Linked DNA regions of Sus scrofa: all the other regions are linked to region 2. Evidence: chromatin contacts called from public Hi-C and promoter capture Hi-C data. All regions are on one chromosome and are shown on one strand. Each heading gives the region's core, a stretch centred on a gene start, on an enhancer-like site or on the middle of the called end of the contact. The rest is flanking DNA. Distances are from core to core; before and after follow the strand shown.

The links. Promoter capture Hi-C pulls out the DNA fragments that hold promoters and counts their contacts. Hi-C and Micro-C count contacts between places; a contact is called where the count stands out from the background.
Region 1: a promoter capture Hi-C map of liver shows a contact between it and region 2, with 4 times the contacts expected there. The contact joins the promoter of ITPRIPL2 here to the promoter of RPS15A in region 2. A contact is called at or near these places in 1 of 5 promoter capture datasets (liver), 1 of 47 Hi-C or Micro-C datasets (embryonic fibroblasts) and 1 of 2 datasets of contacts at active chromatin or transcription factors (alveolar macrophages).
Region 3: a contact with region 2 is called in a Hi-C map of liver, with 5 times the contacts expected there. The contact joins the promoter of COQ7 here to the promoter of RPS15A in region 2. A contact is called at or near these places in 2 of 5 promoter capture datasets (fetal liver and liver), 6 of 47 Hi-C or Micro-C datasets (embryonic fibroblasts, liver, psoas muscle and 1 more) and 1 of 2 datasets of contacts at active chromatin or transcription factors (skeletal muscle).

What each region holds. Positions count from the first base shown.
Region 1 is chr3:26,402,596-26,405,295 of Sscrofa11.1, forward strand. It overlaps ITPRIPL2 (inositol 1,4,5-trisphosphate receptor-interacting protein-like 2), which reads left to right and starts at 1,265. Exons shown (of 2, transcript XM_021086544.1): 1 at 1,265-2,700. The coding sequence starts at 2,041.
Region 2 is chr3:26,775,329-26,778,028 of Sscrofa11.1, forward strand. RPS15A (40S ribosomal protein S15a) reads left to right here and starts at 1,333. Exons shown (of 5, transcript XM_021086554.1): 1 at 1,333-1,476; 2 at 2,500-2,637. The coding sequence starts at 2,505.
Region 3 is chr3:26,364,742-26,367,441 of Sscrofa11.1, forward strand. It overlaps COQ7 (5-demethoxyubiquinone hydroxylase, mitochondrial), which reads left to right and starts at 1,265. Exons shown (of 6, transcript XM_021086541.1): 1 at 1,265-1,402. The coding sequence starts at 1,330.

The sequences.
Region 1 (2,700 bases), core at 15-2,514, 370 kb before region 2:
TTGTCTCCTTAATTGCTGGTGGGAGCAAGGAAGGTGCAGCGACCGTAAATAAGTAAAGACAATTATTTAAATAAATCCAAATAGTTAGATAATTGCAGATAAATGCAGAGAGTACTCCCTGTTATGAAACAAAGCAAAGCTTCCTAGGAGTTCCCGCTGTGGTGCAGTGGGTTAAGGACGGGGCGTTGCTACAGCTGTGGTGTATGTGGGTCACAGATGCCTCTTGGATTTGATCCCTGGCCTGGGAACTTCCATATGCTTCGGGGGCAGCCAAAAATGAAACATAACAAAACAAAGTTTCCTAGATTGAGAAGGTCCTTGTGCAGGTCCTGCCTGACAAAGGACACTTCCCAGCAGCTGAGGAAGGGACTCCCTGGTCCCTGAGTCCTGCCTCCTGACATCTCTGGAGCCAGGTGCCTGTGAGCAAGGCACAGCTCTGCTGAAAGCTGTGTGACCTTGGGCAAAGGCTGAACATGCATGTGCCCCAGGTTCGCCACTTGGAAAATGGGGACAATAATAGGATCCCCTTCTTAGGATGAACTGAGTAGTGAGTGCCTATGTGCTACGTGATTAGTACAGTACTGGCACACAGTAGGACCTTTGTAAAGGCCGTAATTATTGCACCAAGGCTGGTTCACCCTCTTTGAGGTCTCAGACCAAGGGTCACCCTACAGACAGCCTCTAGCTGGTGGAGGTGGGCGACCTCCACCTTCTCACTTCTTCACACGGTTTTGTTTCTTTCAGAGCATTTTCTGCTGTGGGTCCCCTTCTCTTCCTTCCTTCCTTCCTTTATTTATTTATTTATTTTTGCTTTTTAAGGCTGCACCCGTGGCATATAGAAGTTCCCAGGCTAGGGGTCCCATCAGAGCTGCGGCTGCTGGCCTAGGCCAACGATCAGGGTAGCTGCTGAATCCTTAACCCACTGAGTGAAGGCAGGGATGGAATCCATGTTCCCATGGAGACTAGTCGGGTTCTTTACCTCTGAGCCACGACGGGAACTCCTGTCTTTTTCCCCCTTTTTAAAAAAGCCTCTAAGCTTTAAGAACGGCAGAAACTGCCTATTTTGCCAACTGCTATTTCCCGGGCACCTAATCTCCTAGTCTCAGTAGCTATTGGTTTGAATAAAAGACAGCAGCGCACTGGCAGGGGCTGTTCCCTTCCAAGGCCTGCCACGCCACCAACACCACGCCACCACGACTTGCTGGGGGCGGGAGGCAGGATGGAGGGAGGGGGAGTGGTTGGGGGGAAGGAGGTGGGGGGAGGCGGAGCCGGGGTTGGACAGTCTGGTTGTGCGCTCTTTTTTTCCCCTCCTTTCAACTTCCCGGTGTAACTTTGATTACAACTCCAGAAGCTCCCCTGACCAGGCCATCAGCCTCCAATGAGAGCCTGCCTACTTCGGCCTTAGGGTAGGCAGGAGAGGGGTGGCCCGCGGGAGGCTGGTTGGAAGCAAGTCCTGAAGTCGCTCCCGCCGCCCTCCCCGCCCTAAGTCCCTCCTCGCTTTAAGGCGGAGGCCGGGAGGGGGCCGACCCCGCCCGCCGGCTCGGCGCGCGGCTCCGGACTCCGGCATTTCCTCCCCGCTAGCTGGCGCGGCCTCGCCTTCCCTCGGAAGAGGAAACTCCCGGGTCGAGTAACGGGAACCAGCTCAGAGCGGAGCGGCGGGGGACCCCGGGGGCCCAGCGGCGCCGGGAGGGCGGCCCGGGATCGGAGGCGAGCGCGGCGGGACCAGAAGCTGGCCGCGGGCGGCGCGCCGGGGCGCGGGGCGGGGAGCGCCGCCGGGCCGGACGCCGCGCGCAGCCGGAGCAGGGCGCGGCCGGGAGCCGGGGCGTGTAGAGAGGGCCGCAGCTGGAAGGAACGCTTGAGCTGGGACAAGAGGCCGAGCTGGAGGGTGGCTTTCCCCCGCCCTGCGACGGGAGCGCCGCCGCGGAGACGAAGGAGACCCGGACGGCGGGGCTGCCCGGGCGCTGCGCGCATGCTGGGCTGGGGGCGCTGCCCGGGCTCGCGCCCTGGGCTGCTCGGCAGTCGCTGCCCCGGACGCCCGGCATGTCGGTGCACTACACCCTCAATCTGCGCGTCTTCTGGCCCTTGGTGACCGGCCTGTGCACCGCCCTCGTGTGCCTCTACCATGTCCTGCGAGGAAGCGGGGGCGCCCGGGCCGAGCCCCCCGACAGCGCGGACGGCGGCTTCCCTCTGCTCAAGGTGGCAGTCCTGCTCCTCCTCGGCTACATCCTCCTGCGCTGTCGCCACGCTGTCCGGCAGCGCTTCCTGCCTGGATCTCCCCGCCTGGGGGGCCACTCGGCCTTTTCTCCTGGACACTTCGGAGAGCCCAGCCTCGACATCTTGCTGGAGAGTTACTATGAGCACGAGGTGCGCCTGTCGCCGCACGTGCTGGGCCACAGCAAGGCACACGTGAGCCGGATCGTGGGCGAGCTGGTGCGGGCTGGCCGCGCCCGGGGGTCCCCAGGCCCCATCCCAGGGGGAGCGCTGGCCTTGGCCTTCCGTGGAGACTTCATTCAGGTGGGCAGCGCCTACGAGCAGCATAAAATTCGCCGGCCCGACAGCTTCGACGTGCTGGTGCCGCTGCGCCTCCCGCCCTTGGTGGCGCTGGAACCTCGGAGCCTGGGCGCGGAGCCCGAGCTGGCCCCAGCGGTCCACGGCTGCTTCGTGTGCGCGCTCAAGGCACCGCCGGGAGCCTCCGGGGGC
Region 2 (2,700 bases), core at 83-2,582:
AGCCTGAGGTCACCCAGCTTCAGAAAGAGCAGAGCTAGAATTCACTCCCTCTGGAGCGATCAGACCCCTGACTTCAGGAACAACTTACTGAGTATTTGCCACATGCCAGGGCTTTGACGAGCCCTTTGGCACCTTAGCTCATCTGACCCTAGCAATAACCTTTAAGAGGCTGCACATTTATTTCAAAACACTTGTGGCTTTCTTCCAAACTGTGTTATCTCAGAACTGAGAGAAAAGTCTGAAACTCCAGTAAACAATTTTTTGGGGGGCGGGGGGGGGGGGGACTTTTTAGTGCCGCACCTGAGCCATACGGAGATTCTCAGGCTAGGGGTCAAATTGGAGCTACAGCTGCCGGCCTACACCACAGCTCACGGCAACCCTGGATCCTTAACCCACTGAGTGAGGCCAGGGATCAAACCCTCAACCTCATGGTTCTTAGTCAGATTCATTTCCGCTGCACCACAACTGGAAACTCCAATAATTTCTAACATTTAGGGAGAGTCCAAAAGGAAGCATCAATTTTTAAATTTTTTTTTTTACTTTTTAATTTTTATGGCTGCCCCCACTGCATATGGAAGTTCCCCAGGCCAGAAATTGAATCTCAGCCGCCGCTGCGGCAACACCGTATCCTTTAACCCACTGCAGCCATGTTCGGGGATCCAATCCGCCCCCCCGCAGCCACAAGAGGCACAGCGGGAAAAGTTTTTGACTGCTTTGAAAAAGTCATCCATACACGTTTCCAAGAAACAAAGGGAGAGCTGGCTTCTGCAGCACACTATACTAAAATTGGACCCATGCAGAGAAGATTATCATGGTTCCTCTGCAAGGATGACAAGCAAACTCAAAGAGGTCTTTTTTTTTTTAATTTAAGGAGTTTCTTGGCGGCCTAGCGGTTAGGTTTTGGTGCTTTCACCGCTGCTGTCTGGGTTCAATACCTGGTCTGGGAACTGAGATCCCACATCAAGCTGCAGCAGCAAAAAACCCACAAACACAAGAAAAAACCCCGAACGAATTTCTGTAGGGAAAAAGCAATTCTTCCCATTACCAGTTCCTAACGCCCTCCTCAGAGGCAATTACACATTTCTGCGGGTTCTTCCATAGATACTGTAAATACTTAAGTATCAAAATTTTATAAATGGTGACCAGTTATTGCAGTAAAAACGTGCAAATATCTAGGCTCTTGTCACTTGTTTATTTTAACAGATTAGTTGCTAGAAAGAAATCGATCCGGTGGCTAGCGTTGCCCTTCTATAAACTCCCTCAGATAGCGCCTGGGGTGTTCGATTCCATCCACTCTCTACTGCCCACCCCTGAGGAGACTCCGCCCGTTCACCCACCTCCTTCCGCTAGGCAATCCTTCTTTTGTTGTTTTTTTTGTTTTTGGCGGGGCTTTGAAAGTCTCGCGATAGCCTGACCTCTTCCCATAATTCCGTGCGCTCGCCCCTCCCTTCCTCTTTCCGCCATCTTTCCGTGCCGGTGAGTATCTTTCTCTGAGCGATCCAACTTTATCCGTTCGCTATCGGTGCCATCCTGTGGTCTGAGGCTCGGTCTTGGTTCCCTGCGAGGATGCCGGCGGCCTCCTGTGCCGGGAATACTGGCCTCGCGGGGGTCTGAGCAGGCGGAGGAGAGAGTCATGCTCAGCCGCCCCATGCTCTGCATTCTGGGGAGTCCGGGCTGTGGGGCGCAGGCCGCAGCCCTGGCTGGACCCGGAGCTTTTCGACTGTTCGGTCGACCCGGACCCCCTACGCGATCGGCGATGCCAGTACCGCCCTTAGTAGATGAGGCCCCTCCTTGGCGGGAAGTATCGGAGTCTGGGACCCTAATGGGCCGTACAGCTTCCCATTGCTGCGGCCGCGCTGGGAGCTTGGGAGTCTGAGGCCCCTTCGGCAGGGAAGATTGCACCCTGCTTGGGGTGGAGGTTTGCTGGTGTCTTCTGGGCTCCAGGTTTTCCCCCAGACACTTGTTGAGCTTGAGGAAGCCGGTCGGACTCCTCCTGTTGTCGTTTGAAAGCATGCTTTGGCCCTTGTCCTTAGCTTTCAAAACTTTGTTAGGTAAGTTCGTGTCTGTTGGGATAGAGTCTGATGAGGTGCAAGTAACATACTTGCCACTATGGTATGCTTGCTGTGGGGCATAATTTTGGGTGGCACCTGTACAGTCGTTTTAATAGTTACGGGCGTTAGGAGAAAGTCAAGTGGTATCTTGCGATGTTTAGGACGAGGCCGACACTGAGTTGGTTTATGTAAAGGTCCTGGTGGTTTTCAGAAATTTGGAAATCATCGATGGTGACCATTTGCTCCCTTTCTGAATTAACTGGCCTACCATAGCTGGTGTTTTCATTTTGGTAGGTGACATATTCTTTCGGGGCTACAAGGGAACCAGCCTGTGTAGAGATGGGAACCTTGATAGAGGTAGAAAGAAAAGCATGTGTTAGCCGTGGAATGATTGGGTGTCTGTTAATGGCCATGGCATTAATACCCCTGTTTTGTCTTCCCTGAACAGCCACAATGGTGCGCATGAATGTCCTGGCCGATGCCCTCAAGAGCATCAACAATGCCGAAAAGAGAGGCAAACGCCAGGTTCTTATTAGGCCGTGCTCCAAAGTCATCGTCAGGTTTCTAACTGTGATGATGAAGCATGGTAAGTGTCTTAATGTGTTTTGTTTTGAGGTAAACCTGTTACAGAAAGAGTCCAGTAGAAATT
Region 3 (2,700 bases), core at 15-2,514, 410 kb before region 2:
AACTTGGATAAAAGATACATATAATCCAAAGGTGTAAAGTAGAACATGAAAGCCCCCTTCTCACCTCCAACCCTCTGAAGTTACCATTACTGGACATTTTGTTATACATCCTTCCAGATGTGCATCTTTGATTTTTTTTGGCCCTCATACAGATTACACATTCAAAAAATTATTTCTGTTCAATAGAGTTGTAGAAGGAGGATTGCTATATCAATGGATATGCATTTATTAAAATGTCCACCAAAATTTTTTCTTAGTTTATTTTCTTAGAGCAGTTTTAGGTTCACAGCAAAAGTGAGGAAAGTAGATTTCCTATATACCCTCTGCTGCCACATTCCCCCAGAGTGCTACGGTTTGTTACAATTGATGAGTCTACATTAACAGACCGGATATAGTTTTGATTTCAGTTCCAGAGCAGGAGTTGAATCCTGGGCCGCAGTGGTGAGAGCCAGGAGTCCCAACAACTAGACCACCAGGGAACTGGTGAATAACTTTTAGAAGTGTGAAATACGTGGAGTTCTTGCTGTGGCTCAACGGTATTGATATCTGCAGTGCCAGGACTCAGGTTCAATCCCCAGCCTGGCATAGTGGGTTAAAGGACCTGGCATTACCACAGCTGCAACAAAGGTCGCCACTGCCACCCGGATCTGATCGCTGGCCCGGGAGCGCTAATATACTGTGTGGCGGCCAAAAGAAAAAAAAAAAAATTATGAAATACGTTGCTAAATCTCACCTCCCCAGCCCTCTCGTCAAGAAACCAATTTGCATCAATACGTTCACACTAACAGTAAAGTGGATATAATAATATTAATAATGTTCTTTGTAGAAAATTTAAAAAATAGAGAAAAGGGCTAAGAAGAAATTTAAAATCGTCTGTCAACCCCCAAAATACCTGGAGATACCATGCAGTGAACTGAATTCCAGAATGTAATTTCTGGAAGTGGATAAAGGCTACAAATAGAGAAAAGTCTCCTATGCTGGTAAAGCATAAAATATGATGGCTATGCCAGTAAATAATTCCCTCACGGTCCTCTTTCCCAGGAACGGAGGTTAGGTAGTAATCCTGTCGCTATCTTCTAAAGAACAATTTAGCGTTCTCATCTCCATGGCAACCCTTCACCGGGCTCCTGAGTGATTGATAATGGTCAGATCCAATAGGATCTTTCCATTTGACACTCCCAACCAATCGAGTGGAAGCTGGGCGCTTAGGGGCGTTTCCACCTACGCAGAGGCGGGCTGCATCTGCCTTACGCCAGCTGTACGTCATCAGTCAGTGCCGAGGGCAAGTTGGGCTCACTATTCAAGGAGTGGGTACCCTGTTGCGGGGCCATGAGCTACGCCGGGGCAGTGGCGGCTCGCTGCTTGTGGCTTCCGCGCACGGGGGCCCCGCGGCCCCTTTCAGGTAAAGTGTGAGAGCGATGGCTGCCCCGCGCTGGGCTGGCGAGCAATGAACTTTTCTCCTGAGGTTTGGGTCGGAGAGGTCACGGCGTAGACGTTTATACGTCACGGGACTGCGACCGAGCGCGAGCGGAAAAGCAGGGCTAGGCTTGTAATGTGTCGCCGGCCCGCTGGGCGGGAAGAGAGTGGTTTTCTGATGTGACGCTCTGTGGTGCCGGTTCCGGGTTAGCGGGTTGGGGGAATGACCTAATTGCACACCTGTTCTCTGACGTCACTGCAGGTGTGGTCGGCGTTCCAGGCTGAGCAAAGTTGGCGACCTTGAAAATTTAGCGTCCCATGGGTGGGTGTATTCCCATAATCCGCAGCGTCGGCTTCTTCCCAGCTCCCCAAGGGAGCTTGGTAGAAATGCGGTTTCTCAGGTCCCTCGCCTGACCTACTGAGTCGCCATGTCTGTATTTTAACTAGCCCTTCGAATGCTTCGTATGCATTTGCATATTTTGAGAAGCACGAAATTGGTGGAGCATCGAGAGAGACTTGGGCTTGGATCCTGGCTCCTCTCCTCATTTCGTCCCAGCGGCCTCAAAATTGTGAGGTCGTTTTCTGGAAGTTAAGTCATTCGTCTACCACCTTCAGGATGGTTGCATTATCGCAGTACCACTTGTATTTTTTATCACTTTTTAAAAAATTAAACCGTGTTCTGTTTTTAAATTAAATGATTTCACGGAAACCCTATCTTTACGGTAAGCGGAGAACCAGGATCGCACGTCCCAAGTAAAGTACTTGTAAAAAAAATAAATACGCTGAACACAAGTTGTTGTATTAGATACTGCTGCCTACCAAGGCTTGAACCTGTCTTTCTGGTAAGAATGGGAGGTTAACAAGCGTTAGGAAGTGTTCAAGTTATGTCACCTTTACAGCCTCGTTGATGAAAGCAAAAGGATTGGAAGAGAATAACTAAATAACATGAGTGTTATTTAATGCATGTGCATAGCCACTTAAGATCGTCCCATAAACCATTTGAAGTCACACATCGTTGATATGTGTTTCACATTTTGGGAAAACACGAATATAAAATGATGCATTTGAGAGCTTCTAGCAGTGAGCCTCAGTTTTATTTTTAAGTGTGTGAGTGCAGGCAAAACCCAGAGGATTGTTGAACATGAATTTTAATGCTCTGTTGTTGAGCCAATGACAGAATTCTTCTTCTTTTTTTCCATTTTTAAAAGTATTGATTTATAATGTTGTGATTCTTTTTCATTTATAAAGCTACTTTGCTTCCTGTATCTCATTTTGTCTCCATGA